Linked DNA regions of Sus scrofa: regions 1, 2 and 3 are each linked to region 4. A link is a contact called in public HiChIP or PLAC-seq and promoter capture Hi-C data. All regions are on one chromosome and are shown on one strand. The core of a region is the stretch at or near the end of the contact, and the rest is flanking DNA. Distances in the headings are between cores, read along the strand shown.

The links. Promoter capture Hi-C pulls out the DNA fragments that hold promoters and counts their contacts. HiChIP or PLAC-seq counts read pairs in DNA pulled down with a chosen protein or histone mark.
Region 1: a contact with region 4 is called in a promoter capture Hi-C map of liver, with 3 times the contacts expected there. The contact joins the promoter of LOC100622642 here to the promoter of ZNF768 in region 4. A contact is called at or near these places in 1 of 5 promoter capture datasets (liver) and 1 of 47 Hi-C or Micro-C datasets (embryonic fibroblasts).
Region 2: a contact with region 4 is called in a promoter capture Hi-C map of fetal liver, with 2.5 times the contacts expected there. The contact joins the promoter of INO80E here to the promoter of ZNF768 in region 4. A contact is called at or near these places in 1 of 5 promoter capture datasets (fetal liver) and 2 of 47 Hi-C or Micro-C datasets (embryonic fibroblasts and liver).
Region 3: an H3K27ac HiChIP or PLAC-seq map of alveolar macrophages shows a contact between it and region 4. The contact joins the promoter of C3H16orf92 here to the promoter of ZNF768 in region 4. A contact is called at or near these places in 1 of 47 Hi-C or Micro-C datasets (embryonic fibroblasts) and 1 of 2 datasets of contacts at active chromatin or transcription factors (alveolar macrophages).

The regions. Positions count from the first base shown.
Region 1 is chr3:18,090,440-18,096,974 of Sscrofa11.1, reverse strand. It overlaps LOC100622642 (putative protein T-ENOL), which reads right to left and starts at 5,008. Exons shown (of 6, transcript XM_021086430.1): 1 at 4,937-5,008; 2 at 3,764-3,857; 3 at 2,846-2,990; 4 at 2,262-2,295; 5 at 2,009-2,066. The coding sequence starts at 3,853. It overlaps CDIPT (CDP-diacylglycerol--inositol 3-phosphatidyltransferase), which reads left to right and starts at 5,542. Exons shown (of 6, transcript NM_001167642.1): 1 at 5,542-5,584; 2 at 5,680-5,814; 3 at 6,517-6,535. The coding sequence starts at 5,542.
Region 2 is chr3:18,198,352-18,204,845 of Sscrofa11.1, reverse strand. INO80E (INO80 complex subunit E) reads right to left here and starts at 2,754. Exons shown (of 6, transcript XM_021088007.1): 1 at 2,539-2,754; 2 at 2,307-2,377; 3 at 2,058-2,110. The coding sequence starts at 2,619. HIRIP3 (HIRA-interacting protein 3) reads left to right here and starts at 2,939. Exons shown (of 8, transcript XM_021087988.1): 1 at 2,939-3,434; 2 at 3,512-3,632; 3 at 3,755-3,869; 4 at 4,114-4,734; 5 at 4,737-5,119; 6 at 5,221-5,389; 7 at 5,468-5,566; 8 at 5,653-6,037. The coding sequence starts at 3,370. The coding sequence ends at 5,816.
Region 3 is chr3:18,219,893-18,225,486 of Sscrofa11.1, reverse strand. C3H16orf92 reads right to left here and starts at 2,564. Exons shown (of 2, transcript XM_021088372.1): 1 at 2,165-2,564; 2 at 1,959-2,050. The coding sequence starts at 2,564. The coding sequence ends at 1,959. It overlaps FAM57B (protein FAM57B), which reads left to right. Exons shown (of 7, transcript XM_021088005.1): 7 at 540-835. The coding sequence ends at 827. LOC110260083 (a long non-coding RNA gene) reads right to left here and starts at 294. Exons shown (of 8, transcript XR_002342905.1): 1 at 1-294.
Region 4 is chr3:17,809,847-17,815,865 of Sscrofa11.1, reverse strand. ZNF768 (zinc finger protein 768) reads right to left here and starts at 4,532. Exons shown (of 2, transcript XM_005653012.3): 1 at 3,898-4,532; 2 at 1,475-3,611. The coding sequence starts at 3,985. The coding sequence ends at 2,014. LOC102158302 (a long non-coding RNA gene) reads left to right here and starts at 4,881. Exons shown (of 2, transcript XR_002342367.1): 1 at 4,881-5,528; 2 at 5,830-6,014. LOC110259907 (a long non-coding RNA gene) reads left to right here. Exons shown (of 3, transcript XR_002342368.1): 3 at 1-44.

The DNA.
Region 1 (6,535 bases), core at 3,759-6,258, 280 kb before region 4:
CCATCCAACCCATCCCCACCCATCTATTTATCCATCCGCCATTCTCAATCCATCCATCCGCCCACCATTCTTTTCATCCATCCATCCATCCATCCATCCATCCATCCATCTATCCTGCAAATATACCCATCATTCCCTGTTCATAACAGACAGACAATAAACACATGCTGTCAGTTTCTTCTCTGGCTTCTTTGTGAACCCTTCTCTCTTCACCTGCCAAGCCCTTATTTGGAGAGGTTCTCCTGGGCTCCATCCTCCCCCGCCTCCTCTTTCTCACTCTGCGCACACTCCCTTGCCCCTGGGGCAACTGCACACCCTTCAATTGCCAACTCCCTTCTAGATCAGATCTCTATCAGCAGCCTAGACCTCGCCAGTGAGTTCTGAAGCCGTATTTCCAGCTGTCTACAGAGGATTTCCACCTGGTGTTCCCAGGGGCCCCTCAAAACACCATGCCTGCCATGCTCCAGGAAAAATGAGAAGGCTGGCGTGACTGGAAGCAGGGAAAAGGGGAGCAGTCATAGGCAATGAGGTCAGAGAGACAATGGGGTTGGAGAGGCGCGAGATCATGTAGGGCCTTGTAAGCCACTGAAGGATTTTGGCCTTGACTTTGAAATAGACAACTATGGGAGCGTTCTCAGAAGCATGACATTGTCAGATTTAGGTTACCCAAGACAGAAACTCAGGAGTCATGATTCCTTCTCTCCCCCCCCCCCCCGCTACCATTTTCTTTTTCTTTTTTCTTTTTTTTTTTTTGACTTTTCTAGGGCCGCACCTGCGGCATATGGAGGTTCCCAGGCTAGGAGTCGAATCAGAGCTACAGCTGCCGGCCTACACCACACCCACAGCAACGCCAGATCCGAGCCGCATCTGTGATCTACACCACAGCTCATGGCAACACCAGATCCTTAACCTACTGAGGCCAGGGATCAAACCCACAACCTCATGGTTCCTCGTGGGATTCATTAACCACTGAGCCACAACGGGAACTCCCCAGCACCACTTCTAATCAATTATCAAACTCAATCTTCCTGGTCTTTCGCCTATCTACCCCTGCTCTCACCTCTACGATTACTGTGAATGCTCAGGACCTAAGCATCTCTAACACCGTCTCTAATTCCTAACTGGCTTCTCTGCTTCTAGTCTCTCCTCTTTCCAGTTCATTCTCCCCACTGACCACCAGACGGATGGCTCTAAAATTCCAGCCTCAGAGTTCCCACTGCGGCGCAGCAGAAACAATCCCAACTAGTATCCATGAGGATGCTGGTTTGATTCCTGGCCTTGCTCAGTGGGTTAAGGATCCGGTGTTGCCATGAGCTGTGGTGTAGGTCGCAGATGCAGCTTAGATCCCGTGTTGCTGTGGTTGTGGCAAAGGCTGGAGGCCACACTTCGATTTGACCCCTAGCCTGGGAGCTTCCATATGCCATGAGTGCGGCCCTAAAAAACAAATAATAATAATAATAAATTCCAGCCTCACCTGCAGGAAAACATCTATGGATCTTAATAAGGCACATGTGAGCTCTCTTAATTAACTCCGGGCTACCTGGCCTGCGTAGCCCAGCAGTTAAACTGCTTCCGGTCCTGCCATCTCCCCGCCCTAAAGAACACACTCGCGCGCCCACGCTCACGCCACTGAGACTCACCTCTGCGCCTCTGCTCACACAAGCCTTACCATGAGGTATGCCCCTACCACCCGCTCTTGCCCCAGGAAATTTCTTCAAGTGTCCCCTCCTCCAGGAAGCTCCATGATTCCTTTCCTTCCTGTCCCAGCTGAGGCCAGGACCAGCGCCCCTCTCTCTGTCTCCGTTTTTGTCATGGGCACTTACCCATTTGGACTGTAACTGGCCATTGCCTTGACTGGCACCACACTAAACCGTGCCCTCTTCAAGGACTGAGATTGTACCCTTCATTTCTGTCCCAAGCGCCTAAAACAGGAACTGGCCTATCGTGTGAACTCTGAAACGCCTGGTTCATTCTGAGTGGCTTTGTCACCCACGGACCCAGTACACACCTCCTCGCAAGGGGATGGCAGGCAGTGTGCCTTGGTGCAGGTACCGTTTCTATCAGACCTAGAGGTGGCGGGAGGGAGAGGAGAAGGCTGAGGACTCTGAATTCAAGGGTCAGAGCCGAACAGAATAGGACCGTGTGGTTTCAAAAAATCCCCATACCCTGCTGGGATGGTGTCAAACCCTTGCTCTCGCCCCTGCGGGGGGGCTCGTCTTTCTCCCAGGACAAAAAGGCATCTCCCCTGAAGCCGCACTCACCGGGTATCAGTGCCTGGGGTCTTGGTGAAGAATGCTGGAAGCAGAGGCCCCAGTCAGAGAAATTACTATCCCCATGGCCAGGAAGAGCTGTGGCTGGGGACGAAGGGGCAAAGGCAGTGCCTGGCCGGCAGGGAGGGGTGGGTACTGAGTGACTGAGCAGGGGGCACGGTGTAGTCCCAGGGCTGGCTGTGAGATGGGGGCGATGGGTTTGGATTCCTGGAGGGGTCAGCTGTGGTTGGGAAAACCTCAGGGACTGGATCTAGGTGTAGGTGAAGGAAGTTCCCGTTGTGGCGCAGCAGAAACAAATCTGACTAGGAACCATGGGGTTGAGGGTTCAATCCCTGGCCTCGCTCAGTGGGTTAAGGATCCAGCATTGCCGTCAGCTGAGGTGTAGCTCGCAGTTGAGGCTTGGAGCTGGTGTTGCTGTGGTGTAGGCCAGCAGCTGTAACTCGGATTTGACACCTAGCCTGGGAGCCTCCATATGCCGCAGGTGTGGCCCTAAAAAGCAAAAAAAAAAAAAAAAAAAAAAAAAAATAGGGGGAGGGGACGGTCTCTAGACACAGTGGTCCTGGGGTAGGGGTCACCATGTTTGGATATCTGAGTCCCTCGGTCTTCCATCTGTTTTTCCTTGGTGGACACAGGGTTTGTGTTGTAGGCAGCTATGAACAAGGCCTCGTCTGTGAGTTCTGTGCTGATCCGTGTCAGGAATTCTTCAGAACGGGAAAGCTTCTGGGAAAGGAAAGTCAGAGGGGTTCAGCCTGGGAGTTCCCACATGGGAGTCCTGGTCCTGGATGCTTCCACGCAGGGGTTGGGGGGCTCTGGGTCTAAGAAGCCTTGTATGGGAGAGCTGGGCTTTGAGATGTGACCTCGGAGTTCCCACTGCGGCTCAGCGGTAATGAACCTGACTAGAATCTGTGAGGACGCAGGTTTGATACTTGGCCCCGCTCAGTGGGTTAAAGACCCAGCATTGCTGTGAGGTGTGGTGTAGGTCGCAGACACAGCTCGGATCTGGCGTAGCTCTGTCTTGACCCCTAGCCTAGGAACTTCTATATGTCATGGATGCGGCCCTAAAAAGACCAAAAAAAAAACAAAAAACAAAAAAAAAACACCCAACTAGTATCCATGAGCATGCAGGTTCGATCCCTGGCTCCACTCAGTGGGTTAAGGATCTGGGCCTTGCTATATAAGCTGCAGCATAGGTCACAGATGTGGCTTGGATGTAGGCCGGCAGCTGCAGCTCCAATTTGACCCCTAGTCTGGGAACTTCCATATGTGGCAGGCTCAGCCCTAAAAAGGAAAAAAAAAAAAGAGAGAGAGAGAGAGAGATTTGATCTAGAAGACCGTGGAAGTGGAGGGCAGCCTTGGGTGACCTCAGGACCTAGTGCTGGGGACTCTGGGCTCAGGGTGGAGGTTAGGGTCTCAAGGCTGGGAGATCTCAGTGCCCTCAGCTGAGAGCTCTCTACTTCATTTCACCCCCACCTCAAGTCCTCTCGGACACTCACCAGACCTCCACTCAATGAGGCTGTAGAGGTCGCTGCTTGGGACAGCCGGCTGCCCTTTTTCTCCTCATTCCTGGTAGGAGTGGATGTCATCCCCCTGGGGACAGTTGGAGCCCATGTTAGGCTGCGAAACCAGCCTCCTTCTGCCAAACCCAACCCACCACTCTCGCCCAAGGCCTTAGAGGACTGTGTCAGTTTCTCTCTGAAGCGGGGGGGGGGGGGGGGGGGGGGGGGGTTGGAGTTCCCGTCGTGGCTCAGTGTTTAAGGAATCTGACTAGGAACCATGAGGTTGCAGGTTCGATCCCTGGCCTCGCTCAGTGGGTTAAGGATTGGGAGTTGCCGTGAGCTGTGGTGTAGGTTGCAGACGCAGCTCGGATCTGGCGTTGCTGTGGGTGTGGTGTAGGCCGGCAGCTGTAGCTCCACTTCGACCCCTAGCCGGGGAACCTCCATATGCCGCGGGAGCGGCCCTGGAGAAGGCAAAAAGACCAAAAAAAAAAAAAAAAAAAAAAAAAAAATCGCTGCCTTAAATCTTCCTGGGGGAGGGAGTGGGACACCCACACGCCCGCCCCCTCTCCCCTGCCTCCACTCGGCCCGGCGAGAGCCTCGCTTTCCTTCTTCCCATCCAAGGCCCTTCTTAAGACAAGGCAGCCCACTTGCCACCCCCGACCTGGCAGATGGGTCGAAATCTTGGGCTCCTGGGCAGAAGAGGGGACAGGGAGGTCTAAAAAGCCCTTTTAGGGGCCGTGGGAGCGGGGAGTTGGGGGAGAAGTTTGGAAAAAGGGGAACCCAGGGCGGCTCCGCTACCCCTTACTACGAAAACTTTGGCATATGCAAAGGTTCCGCAGCGCCGTTGCCAGGAGACTAGGGATTCTAGAACCACAGGGGTAAGGGCATTTTCCTAGCTTGTCGCATTCGCAACTCCTCCGCTCCCTGCTAGGTCCCTCTTAGGGGTCAGTGACTCTAGCGCTAGAATCTAGAGAGACCTGGGAAGATGACACAGAGTGGAGCCTGCGACCTAATCCTCCCACCACTAGGGGCACGCGAAAAGCAGCCCCCCCCCAGGTCGCCCTTCGGGCCCTCTGGCTGTCATCTCGTTGCCTGGATCCTGCAAGAGCTAATGAGGGTGGAGAGAGGGGGGCGGGGAAGGAAAATGTGGACTGTACCAAATAACCTGACCTCTTGGGGGTGCAAAAACGCGAGAGAGCGGAATCTTCTCCCCTTATCTTTGTCTCCAGGAAGTCATACCCTGCACAGAAAGGAACGTAGAGACATTTATCTAGGCCTCCTTCTCTTTTGGCCTCTCCTTTTCAATTCCCTTTTTTGCTCGACGACTATGTTTCTTTTTCCCCTCTCCTCCCTCTGTGCTTTGGTACAAGCCGATGGTAAGGGGCGGAGGGAAGACAAGGAAGCCAGCAGGTCTTAAAGGGGCCGCAGCCATTTCAAAAGCCTCTTCTTCCTTTCTCCAATTTTGCAAGGTAGAACGCAGTAGAGTAGGTTCCGGAAGCCCAGCACAGCTGGAGCAGCAGAGGCCGCAGCTGGAGGCAGGAAGAGGCGAGCGTCTGCCCTGAGGAAGGGCAGGGTGTTCGCTCCCGGCTCACAGCTGGGTTAGCCCATGCTACGGTCGACATTGAGCTTTAACATCTGGGACCCGGCTGGGGCAGCAGAGACCTGCGCGCAGTGGGCGCGGCCGATGCGCCAGGCTGGAGGGTGAGCGTCGCGCCGGGGCTGGGACAGAGTTGGCACCTCCGGATAAGGCCCAGAGCGGCCAGGGGGCCTCCGCGATGCCAAGCGAAAATATCTTCCTGTTTGTGCCTAACCTTATTGGTGAGTGCTGTCCGCGGCTCCGGGCCGAACGGGAGGGCCAGGGGTCTTGGGCAGGCTTCCTGATCTGCCCTGTCTCTCCCTCGTCCCGTCCCAAGGTTATGCCCGGATTGTCTTCGCCATCATTTCTTTCTACTTCATGCCCTGCTGCCCCTTCACGGCCTCCTCCTTCTACCTGCTCAGCGGACTTCTGGACGCTTTTGATGGACACGCTGCTCGAGTCCTTAATCAAGGTGACAGATACCTCCTCCCAGCCAGCCTCGAGGCCCAACAACCCTCTGCCCCCTTTTCCTGCTTCCTCAGGTACTCAGGAGCTCTGTCATTCCCATCTCTGTAGAAAGCAGAGCAGAGTGGCCCGCTTTTGTAGCGGAAGGGATTTAAGCTCGCAGTTGAGAAGCACTCTTTGAGAGGAGGGGTGTGGGATGGCAAGACTGGGCGTGGCAAGTGGCAGTGCTGCCGGCCTCTCCGAAGGATTAAAACATCCATTCAACAGATGTTTATGTTTATTGGTATCTCCTGTGTGGCAGGCACCAGCCAGAATGATTCCAGAAGGTGGGTTTGGAAGGCAGATGGAGAGGGAAGAGGGATAGTTTCTGGAGGGTTGTCTACTTTTTGAATCTGTTCACTTCCAAGACTTCCCTAAGATTTCAAGTCTTCTTGTCTGGAGACCTGGACCCTGGATTCTGGGGTTGATGAGCTCTAGAGCTAGCCTCCCCACTTCTGCTTTGTTCTCTCTGCATTCCCATGTGTTCTGTTTTGTGGCACGGTGACCCTGGCCCTTTGGTCCAGGCAGAACAGTCTCCTCGCCTCCCCAGGCAGTGGATGCACCGTCACCCTTAGACTCTGCATCTGAATGATCCACCAGATACGGCCCCTGTCATCCATCCACCGCCTCCTCCACAGCTCTTTGCCACCTAATAGCCACCATTTTTCAGGGACCCGGTTTGGGGCCAT
Region 2 (6,494 bases), core at 1,505-4,004, 390 kb before region 4:
GCTGCCAGCCTACACACACCACAGCTCACGACAACGCCAGACACTTAACCCACTGAGTGAGGCCAGGGATTGAACCCACATTCTCATGCCACAACGGGAACTCCCAAAAGAATGATTTATATAGTCATACAAGCCAGGCGTTCTGCCATGACCCACATGAGCTGGGTCCTACTTGCTTTCTGACCTTGTTTGCTGGTCTCTTACGGTATGTAAATAACTGGGTGTTGTGTGTTCTGATGAAACATTATTTACAGAGACAAGCAGCCTGGCTGGCTGCCATTTGCTGACCCCCAATCTACATCCGTATTTAAAGGAACCATGGAAAGAAGTAATTGCATGGCACGTACTCATGAGAAGAACAGGGCCACAAAGGTCCACCATAAGGCTTTTTCAAACTGGGGGTATCAACCCGTAAGTGAGTCACAAAGTCAACTAATTGGTTTTCAACCAGCATTAAATGGGGGAAAAACAAACAAACAAACAAAACAAACAAAAACGGTCTAAAAAGTATCAGAATACTGCTGTATATATAGCACAGGGAACTATAGCCCATCACTTGCAAAGGAGCAGGATGGAGGATCATGAAAGAAAAATAATGTATATATACAGACAACTGAGTCGCTCTGCTGTACAGCAGAAACTGACAGAACACTGTGAAATCGACTATAATTTTAAAATGAAAAATAATAAAAAAATAAAAACTATCAGAGCACATGTCATAATCTTCACATTGTTTCATTAAATTCTGCTTTAAAAGTACCTAAGTATGTGGGGCTGGTCAGGATGTAAAATCTATTACTGACTGTAAACAAGGAGAACACAGCTTTATGTGCTTCAGCCCTTCCACTTTCAAACCACCTGCTACCTTCTTACCTCAGGGAATCTGCACTTGTGATTCCCTCCCCTGGAAAACCTCTCACTCGTCCCTGCACAAGACAGGTCTCTTCTTCTCACCTAGGTCCCAGGTCAAACAATCCTCGCTAAAAAGAGTCTTTCTTAAACCCTTTATTGATTTGCAGCCTGCCATGTGCTTGTGCGTGGTATGTATGCTAAGAATGGCTTTTCAGTTTTTCAAATGGTTGAGGAAAAAAAATCCAAGGAAAAATATTTCATGATGTGTGTGAACGTTATGAAATTCAAAGTTCAGTATTCATAAATAATGCTGTTTTGTCTTTTTAAGGCTGAACCTGCAGCATATGGAGGTTCCCTGGCTAGGGGTCGAATTGGAGCTGCAGCTGCCAGCCTACACCAGAGTCACAGCCACAGCCACGGAGGACCTGAGAGGAACTCCCATAAATAATGTTCTTAAAACAAAACCAGGAGTTCCATTGTGGCTCAGTGGAAATGAACCTGATTAGCATCCATGAGGACACAGGTTCCATCCCTGGCCTCACTCAGTGGGTTAAGTATCTGGCGTTGCCGTGAGCTGTGGTGTAGGCCGGCAACTGCAGCTTTTATTCAGCTGAGACGCTGAAACAAAAGGTATATGTTCTGCAAAGTCTACTTGGCTCTTTTCCCGCTCTCTTTCCCCTTTTTCGCCGCACCTGAAGCATATGGAGGCCACACCTGAGGATCTCAGGCCAGGGATCAAATCCAAGCTGCACCTTCGACCTACACCACTGCTTTAACTGCTGCAGTGACGCGGCCGGATCTTTAACCCACTGTGCCACAGCAGGAATGCCTACTTAGCTCTTTACAGAGAACGTTTATCAACCCCTGCTTTATTCCAATCACTACCATATCACCCTGATTTTATGCCTTTCGAATCTAAAACTCTAGTTTATTTCTTTGCTCTCTTATTACACCTAATTACAATACAAATTCCCAGAAGCTTTGTGCATCTCAGTCACCACTGCATTCCCTGTGCAGAGCACAGTGCCTGAAACGAAGTAGATATCCAGTAATACTTGAGTTAACAAACAGGGGAGGTGGAGGGCAAGCAACCAGGCTTAGGAACCACCAGAGGTGTACTGGCCTCCAGTCTAAAAGGAGGGCCCAGTGAGCTGGCTGGAGCGCCAGGAGCATGTCCTCCACCAATTTTCCATGACCCTGCTCACCAGAAGAGTCTTCATCCACGTTCTCGTACTGCAGAAGTCGGTCTAGGAGGAAACTGAGGAAAGAGGCGGGGGGAACAATGAGTGTTTATTCCCATCTCTGCAACGTTCTCTTGAGCCCCCGTCCCTTCGAACTGGCCCCGTCCTCACAACAGTCCCCAGGCAGGCATCATGCATTTGTGGCCCATTCCAGGGTGGGGGCCGAATGTAGATCTACTCTGGTCTCCCTCCTCCCCTCGGAGCCTGTCTCACCTCTTGTCCCGGGACACCTTCAACAATTTTCTCTGTGCCTTCCTCAGTTCCTCCTGGAAGCACTCGTGTTCCTGTATCAAGGGCAAGGTGGATGCTGAGCCACCTGCCATCCGTAAATGGGGCTCGGAAGCCGGCCACAGAGTACCCTGCTCCCTTTACACAGAACTAAACGGACGTCCTACCAGCGCCAGGCCTCACCCCCCTCCACCTTCCCACTCCACCCAGCACTCACGTAGATGAGGAATTTGAGCTTCCGCTTCAGGTTCCGGTATTTCTTCTTGTAGTCCACTTCGCCATCCGCCGGCCCGTTCATGACTGGGTCCGGGAGTGGCGCCCCAAACCTAGTCCGGGGTCCCGCTACCCGAAAGCCGCCTCGGCCCGGCCTCTTCCGCTTCCACTTCCGGAGACTCGGCTAGGCTGTGTTCGCTGGGACTACAACTCCCAGAGTCCACCGCGCCCAGAGATCTTGACCACAGGGGGTGGCTCCGAGGGACCACCGTGAAAGGAGCGTTGTTTCCAGGGGATACGCGGAAGATGGCGCCGCCGCGACGTGAAGACGTCACAGAGATGTCGGCTGCCGAAGGGCTTCCTTACTGACTTGGAATGTGCTTAGCGATTTGAAGCCACAAGACGAATTTCTCCCTGGAATTCCTAGTCTCTAGGTGGGGACGCCCTTTTCTTTCTGTCTTTCGAAAATCACAGAGGCCTAACTGCTGCCCGTGATCACGAACGGAGGCAGCGTCGCAGGTTGATTGCGTTACCCAAAGGTTGCGGGCTGCGAATCGGTTTCTAAGGAAAACTTTCGAAGCGCTTCGTTCTTAAAAAAAAAAAAAAAAAAAAGAGGAAGGAGCTGCGAGACACCCCCCCCCCAAACACACACACTGCCCGGGGAGAGCAAGTTTTGTCTGGTAAAGTTCTCGGTCTAAGCGGCCCGCAACGGACCTTCAACGGTCGCTAGCCTCACGGCTCTACGACTCTGCGCGTGCGCAAGCTCCTGTCAAACGCGTGGACGGAGGCCGGGAAGAAAAAAGGCGGGAGCCACCAGTATTCTGGGTGGAGCAAAATGGCGCGGGAGAATGAGATGCAGGAGTTCACCCGTAGCTTCTTCCGAGGCCGCCCGGACCTCAGGTGCACCGGAGGTTGGCGTTGGGGTTGGAAAGGGCAGGGGCGGGACGGGGACTCTGTCCTGACACGTGTTTCTGCAGCACGCTTACGCACTCCATCGTGCGGCAGAGGTTCTTGGCTCACGCCGGCCGCGACCACCTGGAACCTGAGGAGAAGCAGGCGCTGAAGAGGCTAGTGGAGGAGGAGCTGCTGAAGATGCAGGTGAGGGCGCCAGCCGGGGTCACCAGAGGCGGGGGTTGTGGAGGCGGCGGCGGAGGAGCCTGAGGGGGGCGGGGCCGAAAACAACCTTGGTTCATGTTTTGCCCTCTTGATGCTCCACACAGGTGGATGAAACGGGTGCCAAGGAAGAGAGGCTCGACCTTGCCAAGAAGGCGAAGAGGTCTCCCACCCTCTGCCATGACCGAGAGAGGAAAAGGTTCCGTTTCAATTCAGAGTCAGGTTAGTGCTTTCTACATAGGTGGTCCATTCAAAACGTATTTACTTGTTGCGCGTGAGCTATGCCCCAAGGCCTTAGATGAGGGCGCTGGATGGGTGCGTCAGGCACTAGGAAAAGGGTAGACTGAGCGCTGTCTCCTACTGCCCTTCCGTCTGTCAGAGCAGGATTAGAGGCAGTTTATCCCAAGTGGAGGAAGAAAGTGACAGGAGAAACCTCTCCCAACCTTCTCTTCTCTCCACATTCCAGAGCCCAGCTCTGCAGCCTCCAGCCCAGACTGCTTCAGCCCCCCAGCAAAGAATGAGACGGCAGAAGTCAGTCCCGCTGAGGATGAAAGGCCAAAGCGTGCCTCGAAGAATGCAGTTGAGGAGAGCAGTGATGAGGAAGAACAGCAGAGAGACCTGACTGCAACGATCAGATTAGCAAACGAGGTGGTGAAGGAGAGCAGTGAGGAGGAGGAAGAGGGCTCTGCCAGGAGGAGGAAGATCTGGAAAGGAGAGAGCAGTGAGGGAGAGGAGGAGGGAAAGGAAGAGAAAGAGAACAAAGATGAGGAAGACGAAAAGGCACCCAAGGGCAGGACTAGGAAGAAGCCCGGGGCAAAGAACAAGCAGGCCTCAGGCAGGGCCTCAGCCAGCCGGAAGCTGGCCAGGGAGGCGAGTGAGGACAGTGAGGATGAACCTGCCGAGAGGATAGGAAAGAAGGTGGGAGGAAAGGAAGGAGCTAGAAGCCACCAGGAAAGTGAAAAGCAGAGTGAGGAGGAGACCCTAGCCAAGCAGAAAGAGAACAGAGAGGAGTGGAAACTCAGAGCCCAGAGCAACGGAGGGAAAAGGTCAGCTCGGGAGGAGCAAAGCTGTAAGCAGAAAAGCAGGGCAGAAGACTGCTGGGAGACCAGGAACAGAAGGAAAAAGCAGCCACAGGCAGTGGGGATACCAGTGATGAAGATGAAAAGCCCCTAGCGCAGAGCAGGGACAGGACCGAGCAGAAGGGTGGGGAAAGGCAGAGTGGCAGCAGTGAGGCGGAGGAGGAGGACGACAGCTGGAGAAAGGTGACACCAACTACTGGTAAGACAGCCACGGTGGGCAGTATCAATGGTGAGGCAAGTGACTCAGAGAAGGAGGTGAGTGACATCGAGGCAGAGGGGAGCCCCAAGAGGGAGAGGAAGAACCGCTCTTCCAAGAAGAGCTCCAAGAAAGGCAGGACACGCAGCTCCTCTTCCTCTTCCACCGACGGCAGTCCGGAACCCAAAGGCGGGAAGGTGAGGGTTGAAGGTGGGGTGGGAGGCTGCCATTAGGGATGAGGGAGCTCTTGACGCAAGCCCAGAAGGCGTGGCCTTCAGCTGCTGTCTTTCCTGGCCAGGCTGGCTCAGGTCGTCCTGGTGAGGACCACCCAGCTGTGATGAGGCTAAAGCGCTACATCCGGGCCTGCGGTGCCCATCGAAACTACAAGAAGCTGCTGGGTTCCTGCCGCTCCCACAAGGAACGCCTGAGTGTTCTCCGGGCAGAGCTGGAAGCCCTAGGCATGAAGGGTGAGGCTGGGCGCACCCCGGGGGCTGCAGGAGGACCTTGACTGCCAAGGAGAGACTCACAAGCTTCTTCCGCCCCAGGTAACCCTTCCTTAGAGAAGTGTCGGGCCCTGAAGGAGCAGCGGGAAGAGGCAGCTGAGGTGGCCTCCTTGGACGTTACCAACATCATCAGTGGGTCAGGTGAGGGGCTTCCTCTCACTCCCCAGGAGCAGATGAGGTGCAGACTTTCTCAGACAACTCATCTCCCACCTTCTCCTCCCCTCTAGGCCGGCCACGCAGACGCACAGCCTGGAACCCTTCGGGAGACGCAGCCCCGCCGGGGGAGCTGTACCGCAGGACCTTGGACTCAGAGGAGGAGCGGCCCCGCCCTCCACCCCCAGATTGGTCACACCTGCGGGGCATCATCAGCAGTGATGGCGAGAGCAGCTGAGCTTCCCCCGTCCCCAGGAGGGACGTTCCACTTGTAGAAAGTGTATAAGGCAGCCCCACCCCAATTCTGTGCCTGCAGAGCAGAAGCAGCTTTCTTCAGAGACTTGCAGCCCCCACGGACAGATTGTTGGGATTCTACTTCTCAGCTTTGCATCCTCACTTTAAGGTGTTTACAGGGGTTTACTTTTAAAGACACAATAAAGGAGCGTTTGCATCACCTCATCAGAACTTTGGTCCAGGAAGCTGAGGAGCAGCCACACTGTCCCCCTGGTCTGGTTCCCCTTAATCTCCCTCAGTTTCTCCCAAGCCCCAGCCTCCCACCAGGCTTGATCTGAGAAGAGTGTGGCTCCTTCCTCCACCCTGGCCAGCGGGGCCCTCTGATCACCCTGCTATTAGCTGTGTCTGATAACCAAGTTGGGAGGATGATCTGAACAAATGCCCTTAAGAAGAATGTGAAGCACAAAATGAAAGGGCTTGGGAACAGCTGTTGTTTATGTCTTTCTTCCCCCTTCTGGAAACAGCCACTTAGTTCAGGGGTGATTCTTTCAGCCTTTAAGGGGTGGGTACAGGACCTAAACCTGACCAATCAGAGCACCCCAGGCCTCTGGCTACAGATCAAACCAATCAAGTCACTTCAGGACTGCAAGAATTCTTGCTGTGGAGATTGCTGGTACGCTGT
Region 3 (5,594 bases), core at 1,315-3,814, 410 kb before region 4:
AGGGAAGGGTGGGTACTTTAGGGAAATCTTTGGGGATTCTTTAAAGGACAGGTGAAGGAGTTCCCGTTGGGGCTCAGTGGGTTAAGAGTGAGAATAGTAAATCCGTGAGGATGCGGGTTCCATCCCCGGTCTCTATCAGTGGGTTAAAGACCAGACGTTGCCTCGAGCTGAGCTGCGGTGTAGGTCGGAGACGCGGCCAGGATCTCGCTTGGCTATGGTTGTGGCGTAGGCCGGCAGCTGCAGCTCGGATTGGAGCCCCAGCTGGGGAACCTCCATATGCCGCAGGTGCGGCCCTTAAAAAAAAAAAAAAAAAAAAAAAAAAGAAAAGAAAGAAAAAGGTCAGGTGAAGAGGCAAGTCTGGGAGGGACTGTAAGGTGACGTAGAGGGGAGGCGGCAGAGTCCTGGGGCTCTGAGCTGGCCGGGGTCCGGAGCAGGGAAGGCTGGGAGGTGGGCGGAGGTCCAGGGGGCGGAGCTAGGGGCGTGACCGGAGGTAACCCCGCCCCTCACCGGGCCCCTGCTCTGCCCGCCCCTCCTCGCAGTACAAGCAGCAGCACACGCTGCTGCACAAGGTGAACGGGGCCCTGATGCTGCTCAGCTTCCTCTGCTGCCGGGTGCTGCTCTTCCCCTACCTGTACTGGGCCTACGGGCGGCACGCGGGCCTGCCCCTACTCGCCGTGCCGCTCGCCATCCCGGCCCACGTCAACCTGGGCGCCGCGCTGCTGCTCGCCCCGCAGCTCTACTGGTTCTTCCTCATCTGCCGCGGGGCCTGCCGCCTCTTCCGGCCCCGGGGCTCCCGGCCGCCCTCTCCCTGTCAGACCCAGGACTGAGGGTGGGGCCAGGGGACCCTCCCACCCCACTCCCACCCGGTGGGGCCAGGGCTCTGGGACAGCTGGGTGGGGGTGGGAACCAGGGGTCTCTTGCCCTGACAGCCCCCCGGAACGGACAGATGGACTCGGAAGGGATGGGGACTTGTCCCCTCAGGGGCCGAGGGCAGGGACTCGGTGAGATGGAAGGCCTGGAGAGGGGACCGCTTCCCACAGTGCCTCAGCTGAGGGCAGACCCGCTCCTGCAAACCCCTTTCTCCATCACCTCCCCGGGACCCTGGAGAAGCGAAGGAAGAGGAAAAGTCACACCTCTTCGGGCTTGAGGCTGGGGAGACTGAGGGACCAGGACTCAAAGAATCATGGGGGAGGCCCTGCTGCCAAGGCCATCCCAGCCCCCCTGCTGCAAACTCCTCTCAGCTCCCTGTCATCTAGGAGGTGTGGGGGGACACCCTATCTAAAGCCTGTGGCTGTCCCCACAGCTCCTCTCCAGGGGAGGCCAGCCTGAGGAATCTTATTTATTTTATTTATTCATCCAAATTCAAACTCATTTGTCGGGGTGGGGGAGGGAGGTGGCTGCTACCGCCCCCCCAGCCTTCCCAGTGCTGAGCAACCCTGCGGGCAGGCGGGAGGGGTGCCTGGTCCCTTCCCCGGTTTAGGCTGCACATCTTGCCCTCGGGCCCTGGCATGTCCCTGGTGCTACAGACCTCTCTAGGCTTCCTCCATTCTGGGGTCGGGGGACCCTGAGAGGTGCTTTACAGACCGCTAATAAAGTCGATCCGCGTGAACGCCACCAAGGCCCTGGTCACCCAGTTCTTTGGGCTGGAAAGGGAGGGGTGCCTGGGGATAGAAAGCCTGATGACCACAGGACCGGGCAGGACCCCCTGGCTGGTCACTGAGCAGTCAGGCAGAAAGAAGCAAGGACTTTTATTCATCTGCAGGAGAGGAGGGCCAGTGAGGGCACTCAGGGCAGAGTCCGGGGCCCTCGTCCAGCTTTTTAGGCCCCTTTGTGGCAGCTCCTATGGGGTGTGGAGATCAGAGATGGGAGGTCACGCAGCCCCCCACCCCCAAACCCTGGGATTTTGGGTCCTCTGGCCTCTTCCCAAGGAAGGCAGAGGTGGTGGGAGGGGGCAGGCCTTACATGTGTGTGCAGAACTGGAAAAGCAGGAAGAAGAAGGCCGCCACCAGAGCACCCACCAGAATATGATGGAAGAAACTGGAGTCAGAACCTGCTAGACAGGGGGAGACAGGGGCCCCCGGACTGACCTCCGATGGAAAGGCCAAAGGCAGCGGTCCTCCAGGCCCTGGCGAGGAGGGCAGCCCCTTCTTAAGCTGGTTCATACCTGAGTTAACAAAGATGACAGGTCTCTCGCCAATGAACTGGGCCACGGCCAGGAGCCTGGCTTGGTCCGAGTCTGGGTAATCAAAGAAATCAGGTCTGTCTAGGAAGAACGGAGACTCTGCTCTCTGGGCCAAGGCCTTGACCTTTTCCGGGCTGGGCGCTGGGGACCCAGAGCAAAGTCTATGAAAGAGCCAAGTGGACCCCTGTCCCCCACCCAAGAGGCTGAGGCAGACCCAGGGCCCTGTCAGGTCACATGGCCTTAGTGCAGCTGTGGAGGGGCTTGATTTTATTCTAGGAACTTCTTGAGGGTCAGCTAAGCTCTCCTGGAGGAGGCCCACACTGGGCAGGGAGGATGGGAGAGAAGCGTGGCGAACAAAGGCCGGGCCTGGCCTCCCAGCCTCTCAGGGGCCCTGACCCCCTCCCCCCCACCTTAGCCTTCCTCCTGCCCACTGTTCCCAGGGCACCATCCCACCTGGTGCTACGGTCCCCAGCCCAACCAGCCACATCCACACCCACACCCACTGCCATGGCCTCATCACCCCTCCACTCCTGTGATGGCTGAGGGCTCTGTGATGTCACAGCCCAGAGCCATTCTGATCACACAGCCTGGGGTGAGGGGAGAGAGAAAGTGCTGGGATCTGGGACCCTCCCCCCCAAGCCCCGGAATCAGAGGAGAAGAGAGGTTGGGACCCACAGAGCCTTTGGGTTGATGCTGATGATAGAACAGTAGGAGCCCCAGGATTTACAAATAGGAACTCAGTGGGGCATTCGTGATGAAAGCCAGGAAATCTATATTTGTCTAGCAGGCCCTGTAGATTTGATGGTGGTAGTCGGGGCTAGGGAACAGGGCTAAACATTTCCGGTTACCCCTTGGATTGACCACAGGTAGCATTTCTTGAGCATGTGCTACTATGCCAAGTACTTTACATGGACTGATTCATTTAAACGTCGTAAAATCCCGTGAGGTAGGTACTACTGACCTCATCTTACAGAAAAGGGGACCAAGGCACAGAGGGGCAGTGATGTGGGCCACACACATCTCCCAAGGGTGTGTCTTTTCTTCCCTGAGGTTCCCTCTTGCCTTGTGTCCCCAAATGCAGGGGCAGGGGTCTACCCCATCCCCCAAACCCAGTCTTAGGGCTCAGCTGAAGGACAACCTTGGGGTTAGAACCAGCGAAATAACAGGCATTTCCACTAGGTGGCAGCAGTGCCGCCTGCCTGCCATTCCCATGTTCTAGCCCAAGGAAGGCACAGCTCCCCGACTCCAGGTCCTCCCGCCTCTTCCCACAGGTTGTATCAGGCGCTGCAGGAAAAGGTATCGCTGGGGTGAATGGCCAGCAGGGGGTTGTCAGAGGAAGTCCCCGGCCCATCTCAGGGCAGGTCCCTTGGTCATGCACAGAGCCTTCACAGGCTCCCCTCTCTTCCCTAAGGGCCATCCCATTTCCTCTTTCTAGTTTCTGCTTTTCCCTTGCCACTTCTCTCAACAGCCACTTTCATTCCTATGGCTCAGTGGCTGAGTTAGCTCCCCTCTGATTGGCAGGCAGGCCTGTCTGTCCCACATGAGTCACGCCTCCCCCAAGCCCAAGGACACTTCAGGGTCTCCTGGGTTTCACTACACAGATGCCTGTTCAGCAGCCCCAGTTCAGTGGTGTGCCCCACACCAGGCAGGTGTCTGTGGCATGCGTGCGTGTGAGGTCCTTGGCTCTTACCTCCACTGGGTCCCCACCCCTCAGCTTTCTGATCCTCAGGGACCACCCACCCATTCTCCTCGCCCTTCCAGGAACTAACTGGTCAGAGTTAGCTTCTACTTCCTAAACAAGGAAGCGGCTCAGAGAGAAAAAAGGCGGTGGTGGGGGGGGGAGGGGAGGCAGACTAACTTCTATGGTGCCTCCCCCCACCAGGACTGGCTCACAGGGGCCTCTTTCCTCCATATTTTTCTAAGAAAGCATGGGACTTAGCCAGCGTCACAGGCATGTGAGAGGCAGCAGGGACACAGCTGGCTCCAGGCCTGTATGCAGCTGTCTTGAGGGGGGAGAGCTTGCTGGGAGGCAGGGTCCTGGGAGAAGGGGGTCCTGTGCCTTTAGCCTTTGGAGCAGATTTTGCAGTTTCCCCTACTGCCTCAAAAGAATCCAGCGGCCCTCTCTACCCGAAGAGGCCTTTAGGATACAAGCAGTGAATTATCCATTCATTTATTCATCCAACCATTAAATAAATGTATCGAACTCCTATGATGTGCTAGGCTCCATTTATGGGCTTAGAGAGAAATCACCAGGGCATGGCCTCTGCCCTCAGGGGACCACAGGGGAGAGAACGCATGGATGCACCTCGTTAGGGTAGAGACAGACAACCCCTAAGGGGCTGTCTACACTTGCTGTCATCGCTCCCTCACCTTGAATGTATTCTTCAACCCCTTCAGACCTGGCTTTGTCCCCGTTCCTCCACTGAAGTCACTTTTGCCAGGTCCGCCCACGACCCCACAACTTGCCACACCTGTGACTTCTCTGTTGGTTCTGTCTCAGCAGCGCATAGAGCACCCTGCCTCCAGACACGGGGGCCACAGTCACCGATTTTCCCGACTCCTCCTCTCAGCAGCTCAGGCTTGGACCTTCTCTTTGCTATCTATACCCTCTCTCCCTACGTGATCTCATCCAGTCTCATGGCTTTAAATACCATCTATATGCTGGTGACTCATAAATGTATATTTCCAGCCCAGCCCTCTCCTCTGAGCTCCAGACTCCCCTACCCAACTTCCTGCTTTGCGGCTCTGTATGTCCCAAACCACCTCAAACTCAATAGATCCCAAATGGGGCGCTTGATTCTTCTATCCCCCAAACCTGTGCTGCCTTTCTTTCTTTCTCTCTCTTTCTTTTTTCTTTTTGTCTTTTTAGGGCCGCACCTGTGGCATATGGAGATTCCCAGGCTAGGGGTCTAATCGGAGCTACAGCTGCCAGCATACACCACAGCTCAGAGCAACGCTCAGAGCACCGGGTTCTTAACCCAGTGAGTGAGGCCAGGGATCAAACCCACATCCTCATAGATACTGGTTGGGTTTGTTAACCACTGAGCCATGACAGGAACTCCAATCTTTCTTCCTTCCTTCCTTCTTTCCTTCTCTTTCTCCCCCACCCCCACTTCTTTCTTTCTGGCTTTGGCTGCACCCACGGCATATGGAAGTTCCTGGGCCAAAGAGCAAATCCGAGCCACCGCTGCAACCTACACCACAGCTGTGGCAAGGCCAGATCCTTAACCCACGGCATCACAGCGGGAACTCCTGTGCCTTCTTTCAATCACAGCAAATGGGCTCACTATGTTCCTCTAGATGCTCTGTCCAACACAATAACCTAGGAATCATCTCAAAGCCCTCCCTATTGCTCTCCTGGCAAACACATAATCAAGACGAGTGGCCTCCATCTCCAACCTAAATCTCAAAT
Region 4 (6,019 bases), core at 3,283-5,782:
TCAGTGGGTTAAGGATCCGGCATTGCCGTGAGCTCTGGGTAGGTCACAGACGTGGCTTGGATCCCACGTGGTTGTGGCTGTGGCTGTAGCTCTGAATCGGCCAGCAGCTGTAGCTCTGAATCGACCCCTAGCCTGGGAACCTCCATATGCCGCAGGGGCAACCCTAAAAACACAAAAATGAACAAACATACCCATGGGCAGATTTCACTTGAAAAAAAAATGCTCAACATCCAAAATACTTTAAACTTTGAAAACCAGTAAGATCAGGACTGAACTAAATGCTCTCTAGAGCCCCTTTCCAGAGTCTGTAGATCATGGGAGGCTGGATTGAAATGTGCTTACAGAGGTTATTTGTTCTTGACAAGTTATAAGGCCTGAGGATGGGCGTGCGTCCAAGGGTGATGTCAGGATCCCGAAGCCCGAGAGGCCTTCTGGAGTCACGACTCCCCACGCGCCTGTGTGGCAGAGCCGCTGGGGGCAGGTGGGACCAGGCAGATGTGGTCTGAATGTCTCCTTCACAGGGTCCTGTCGGGTCCTTAGCAGGTGTCCATCTTAGATGTGCCCCGCCGATGGCTGATTCCCTGACGTGTGGCCTGTCCTCCTCAGCTAAGGTGACCACGGGCCACACCCCGGAATCCCTCAGATTCACTGATGGCACCAACTCCCCATCCTTTCCTGAGAAGCCAAGTATTAGGAGGGCTGAGGATCAGATGGGAAAGCAAAGTAAGATAAAAGTGGGCTAGGAAGGCGTTCCCATGGTGGCTCAGTGGTAACGAACCCAACTAGTATCCATGGCCCTGATTGGTGAGTTTGGTGTTGCCGTGTGCTGTGGTGTAACAAAGTGCTCCTAAAAAGGCAGTGGAGCTGTGGCAAATCGGGCCCAGCCTGGTGGGAGGGTTTAAAGGCTGAGGTTGTCCAATCTTCATAATGGGCACAGTATATACTCTCCACGGGTGGGGTCGGAACTGCAGACAATCCCTGTAATTCTGGTCAGAGAGTGCACAGAGGGGTGGTGCTGGGAGCCAGGGAGAGAGTCCCTCCATGTTGGGGAATAGGGATTTCCACAAAGTTGAAGGTTTTCTCACACCTCCCTGGACCCCCTCTGTGTTTGTGCAGCATTCAAAGCGTAGGACCTGAACTTGAGCAGATATGGGCAAGTCATGGCTCTGGAGTCTCAGACTGTAAGATTCCAGTGAAACACTGAATAGAAAAGCACTTCCCAGGGAGCTCCCTGGTGGTCTAGGGGTAAGGATTCAGCACGGACACTGCTGCAGCCAGAGCTTCAAAACCTGATCTGGCAACCTAGATCCCACGTCCAGCTGATTCTGGCAGCGGCCAAAAAAATAATAAACAATAAAAAAAAAAAAAAAGCACTTCCCAGACCAGGCCTTATGGCTTCACTGCTGTAGTTAGTGACCTAGAGTCTCCCACTGCCCAGAGCACTATCCACACACACACATTAGAAAGACAAATGTCTCTTAACACATAAAGGTTTTTATTGAACTCAAATTCAGGGGCTCCAAAGCCTGAGGAAGACGGGAGAGGCTGGGGTCTGCACTCAGAAGCCAGGCCCTGCTTTGGGGTCCCACCCCCCGCCCCACCGACCCTCACCTCTTCCTGACTCCGAGGGGGTCTCAGTAGCTACCAATCTAAGCTACCAACTCTAATTAAGTACCCCTCCCCCCCTCCCCCCACCCCCATCTAGCACTGTGCCAAGCCGGGCGTCCAGCAAGGGGCATGCTGCTGCTGAGGCCAGCTCTCTGCTGACCTCTTTCTGGATCCCTCCCGGAGCCTCTGGCTGCCAGCTTGGCCTCCCTCCAACCCCTCTTCATAGCCCATTTCCCATAAGTCTCCAGGGCATGTCACTTCCTCCACCCTGGCCCCCTCTCCTCCTCGAATCCTCAACTCCTTTCGCCTCCAGCGTTTCCACCCACTCTTCCTCCCAAGGTTTCTCTCGCTCCCCGTGCCCTTCTCTTCCGCCCACCACCTCCCCACGCCCCGCGGGGCCCCAGGTCAGCGCCGGCCGGCCGCGTGGGTCCGCTGGTGGCGGATGAGGTCGGAGCTCTGAGAGAAGGCCTTTCCACAGTCATCGCACTTGTACGGCCGCTCCCCGCTGTGGACCCGGTGATGCTGCAGCAGCGTGGAGGAGCGGCAGAAGCCCTTGCCGCACACGGCGCACCGGTAGGGCCGCTCGCCCGTGTGGGAGCGCTGGTGCTGAATCAGCGTGGAGGAGCGATTGAAGGTCTTGCCGCAGTCGGGGCAGCTGTAGGTGCGGCCCGGCAGGTGGGTGCGGGCGTGGATGGCCAGCACCGAGCTCTGGCCGAAGCGCTTGCCGCACTCGGGGCACTTGAAGGGCTTCTCGCGGGCATGGCTGCGGGCGTGGGGGATAAGTGCTGAGCGCTGGGAGAAGCTCTTGCCACAGATGCCACAGCTGAAGGGCCTCTGCCCGGTGTGCACCCTCTGGTGACTACGCAGGGATGAGTTCTGACTGTAGCACTTGCCACACTCGGGGCAGCTGTAGGGCCGCTCGTGGCTGTGGGTGCGCTGGTGCCGCAGGAGGTAGGAGCTGTCGCCGAAGGCCTTGCCGCAGTGCGGGCACTTGTAGGGCTTCTGACCAGAGTGGGTGCGCTGGTGGCGAAGCAGGTAAGAGCTGTCAGCGAAGGCCTTGCCGCAACGGGGACACTTGTAGGGCCGCTCGCCCGTGTGGGTGCGCTGGTGTTTGATGAGGTCAGAGCTCTGGGAGAAGGCCTTGCTGCAGACCTCGCATTTATAGGGCTTCTCGCCCGTGTGGATGCGCTGGTGCTGGATCAGGGTGGAGCCCCGCCCGAAGCTCTTCCCGCAGATGCCGCAGATGTTAGGCCGCGGGCCCTGCCCACCCCTGGCCCGGCCACCCCGTCGGCCGGGACCACGAAGGGTCCCCGTCAGGCCCAGGGGATTCTGGAGCATCTCAAACTGGGGTGGAGCCAGCAGGGCCCCTGTGGGCATCTCAAAAGGGGGCCCTAGCGGCAAGCCCCCGGTGGGCTGCTCCTCAAAGCCCTGGGTGAAGGAGTCCAAGGGGTGGACTCCCAAGGGGATGCTCAAGGGATTCTTTTCCTCAGAATTCAGAAGCATGTCTGCGCCTTCCTGGAACTTGGAACTCTGCGCTTCAAATTCAGGGCTTTGGGTTTTGAACTCTGGATTCTGGGGTTCATACCCCGGGCTCTGGGATTCATATCTGGAGCTTTGAGATTCATATCCAGGGCTCCCAGGTTCATACCCAGGGCTCTTGGGTTCATACCCAGGGCTCCGGGGTTCATATCCAGGGCTCTTGGGTTCATACCCAGGGCTCTTGGGTTCGTACCCAGGGCTTTGGGATTCAAAGTCGGGGCTCTGAGAATCTGATTCAGGGCTTCTGGGCGCAAATTCAGGGCTTGGGGGCACAAACCCAGGGCTTCGGGACTCAAAACCTGGGCTTTCAGGCTCAAACCTGGGGCTTTGGGGTTCAAACTCTGGGCTTTGTGACCCAAACCCAGGGCTCTGGGGTTCAAGCCCAAAGGGTATCTCTTCGACCTCATAGTCCCCAGTGCCTTCTTGCTGAGAAATTTCCTCTTCCTCATTCTCACTCATGTTGCCTGCAGGATCAGAAAATTACAGAAAACCCAGATTGTGTGGGGCATGGAAGGTCTCTGGGTCCCACCACTAGTTGCCACAAGCCTTTTTCTCCTCCTCAAGCAGGGTCGCTGGCCCTCGAGCAAGTGCTGAAATTCCCACCACCCCCTCAGCAAATCCAGGACACCAGGTCCCCGCCCCCCGCCTCCTCCAGGTCCCAGGTGTCCAAGCCCCCGGCTCTTTTCCCCTCCCTGCAGCCCCCTCTCCCGCTCCCAGGCACGCTCCTCGGAGGGGCGCTCCCTCCCTCACCTTTGAGGGACCCTTCGGGGCTCCCCATTTCGTCACGACTTTGCACATCCTGGGGCTCGAGGCCCCATGGCGACGCCTCCCGTTCCATCCCCGCCGGCTCCCAGTGCGGCGGTGGCGGCGGCGATGGCGGACGATCCTGCGACCCGGGTCTGAGTGCCCTGAGACCCAGGCCCTCGCCGCCCGCCCGCTCAGCGCCGCCCAGGGGACCTGGCTGCCCAGCGTCGGCCCCAGAGGCCGGACGTCTTGACCCTGGGCCTCTCCGGCCGGCCGGGCCCCTCCCCTACCCGCGGCCCCGCCCCCACCCACAAGGACTCGGCTTGCCCTGGGGTCTCCTCAGGCCCTCGTGCGTTGTGGCCTCGGAGGTGAGGGGCTTCGCGACTCGCCTTGCCGCCCCGGGATACCGCTCCCCGCCCGAGACCCCGCCGTCTGGCCCCCCAGCCCGGGCAGGGCTGCGGCTGGCCGACCCCCTCCCCTCCGCACAGGAAGTGTCCGTCCGCGGCCAGTTTCCCCCGCTGGCTAGCGCCGCGGCCTCTCTAGGAGCGGCTGGAGGTGGAAACTCGTTGGCATTAACCCTGGGCTGGATGGCCCGGGCGTCGAGGTAGGGGAGGACGGGGCGCCCTGCAGGCGCCAGGAAAGGCTGGGGCAGTTTGTGTGCCTATGTGCTAGGTCTCCGTCCGCCTGAGGGCCTATCTGTCCGTATTCCGGGCCCTGCGTCCCTCAGTGCCTGTGGCCAAGGGCGAGGCAACTAGCGAGACCAAGGTCAGCGAGAAGGAGCGACGCTTCCCGGCGCCAGCGGGGGCGGCGTCTAGCTCCCCTCCCCTCCCCGGCCTTGGGGTCAGCTCTGGCCGCGCCTCGGGAAACTGGATAGACGCCCCCCAACTTAGGCTCATCGAGTCTCCCGAGTCTGGGAACCCCTCCTCGAACTGTACACCCCCACCCCATGCGCGCCCTCCCCGACTCCTCCCGGCCCCCTACTCTCTCTGCTCCTCCTAATCGCCACCCTTCCCCCCTCGGTGAGGGCTAGGACCGTTGCCAAGGAAACAACCCCGCCTCCGTTTCCAGAGACACCGCCCCTACCTCTCAGCGAGCTCCGCGATTGGCCGGTGGAGCTCGTGCTCTCACCATCCCGCCCCCTCCCACTACACCAACTGCTAGGAGTTAATGGTCGCCAGGGAACGCGAGGCAGTTTTCTTATTGGTTGCGGGGTGCGCAGGCCGGTTCCACCTCCCCGGTGCTCCAGAAATGCCTGCGGGAGGAGTAGGAGGGAGGTCCCTGGCGTCTCCCTTCTAGACCGGCCTGTGCTTTCAGATCTTTTCCCGCCCCCGTTTACGCCTCATTAAGTTTTATCTTTCCGAAGACCGAAAGCCGAGGGATCTGAGGACAGACACCCTTCCTCCCCGGCCTCTGCCCACACTCTGCTTCCTAGCACCTTCCTTCTCCCCACAGGTTCCAGGTGCTGATGGGGCCCATCGGAGGGATACTGCCAAAGAGAGAAGGCTGCTTCCTTTTCTGTTACCCTGCCTCTCCCCTCCACCTTCCCTGAGTTTAACGCCATATCTGGAGTCTTAATCTCTGGTTCCTGGCTTTTCTCACAGAGAGGCAAGGATCTTTGGGAATCCCTTCAGGTGAAGGTAATAGAGTTCAGGAAGGGAAGTGGACCAAGAGAGAATCATGTGGCCTTTAAGACAGCCTTTAAGACTTTGCAGGCCTGTCCGACTTGCATAGAGGCTTGTAGAGGAAGAGAACCTGAGAAGCACTGCCGTAGGTGCAGTTTTGAATCAAGGAAAAAAATGACCCTGGAAAGAGAACTTAAGAGGATCCAACCCTTGCTACTGAAATTAGTTGGCAGTGTTCCTGACAATGAATGAGCCAGATTCTTCCTATGGGGATGATGCAAGAACTATAGAGTGTGTTTTCTCGTTGCCTTCCCAGACAAAGGAAGGGAAGAAACTGGTTAGGAGGAAACATGGCGTCTTCTATTCTTCTAAAAAGAGATGAGAACAAGAATTTGGAGAATCCCAAGTGGTGAAACGCTGGAGAGAAGCCATCTCAGTAAAGGCTTACAATCACAGACAGGTGTCTTCCTACAAATAAAGTGAGTACTTCTCTGCCCTCCAGAACA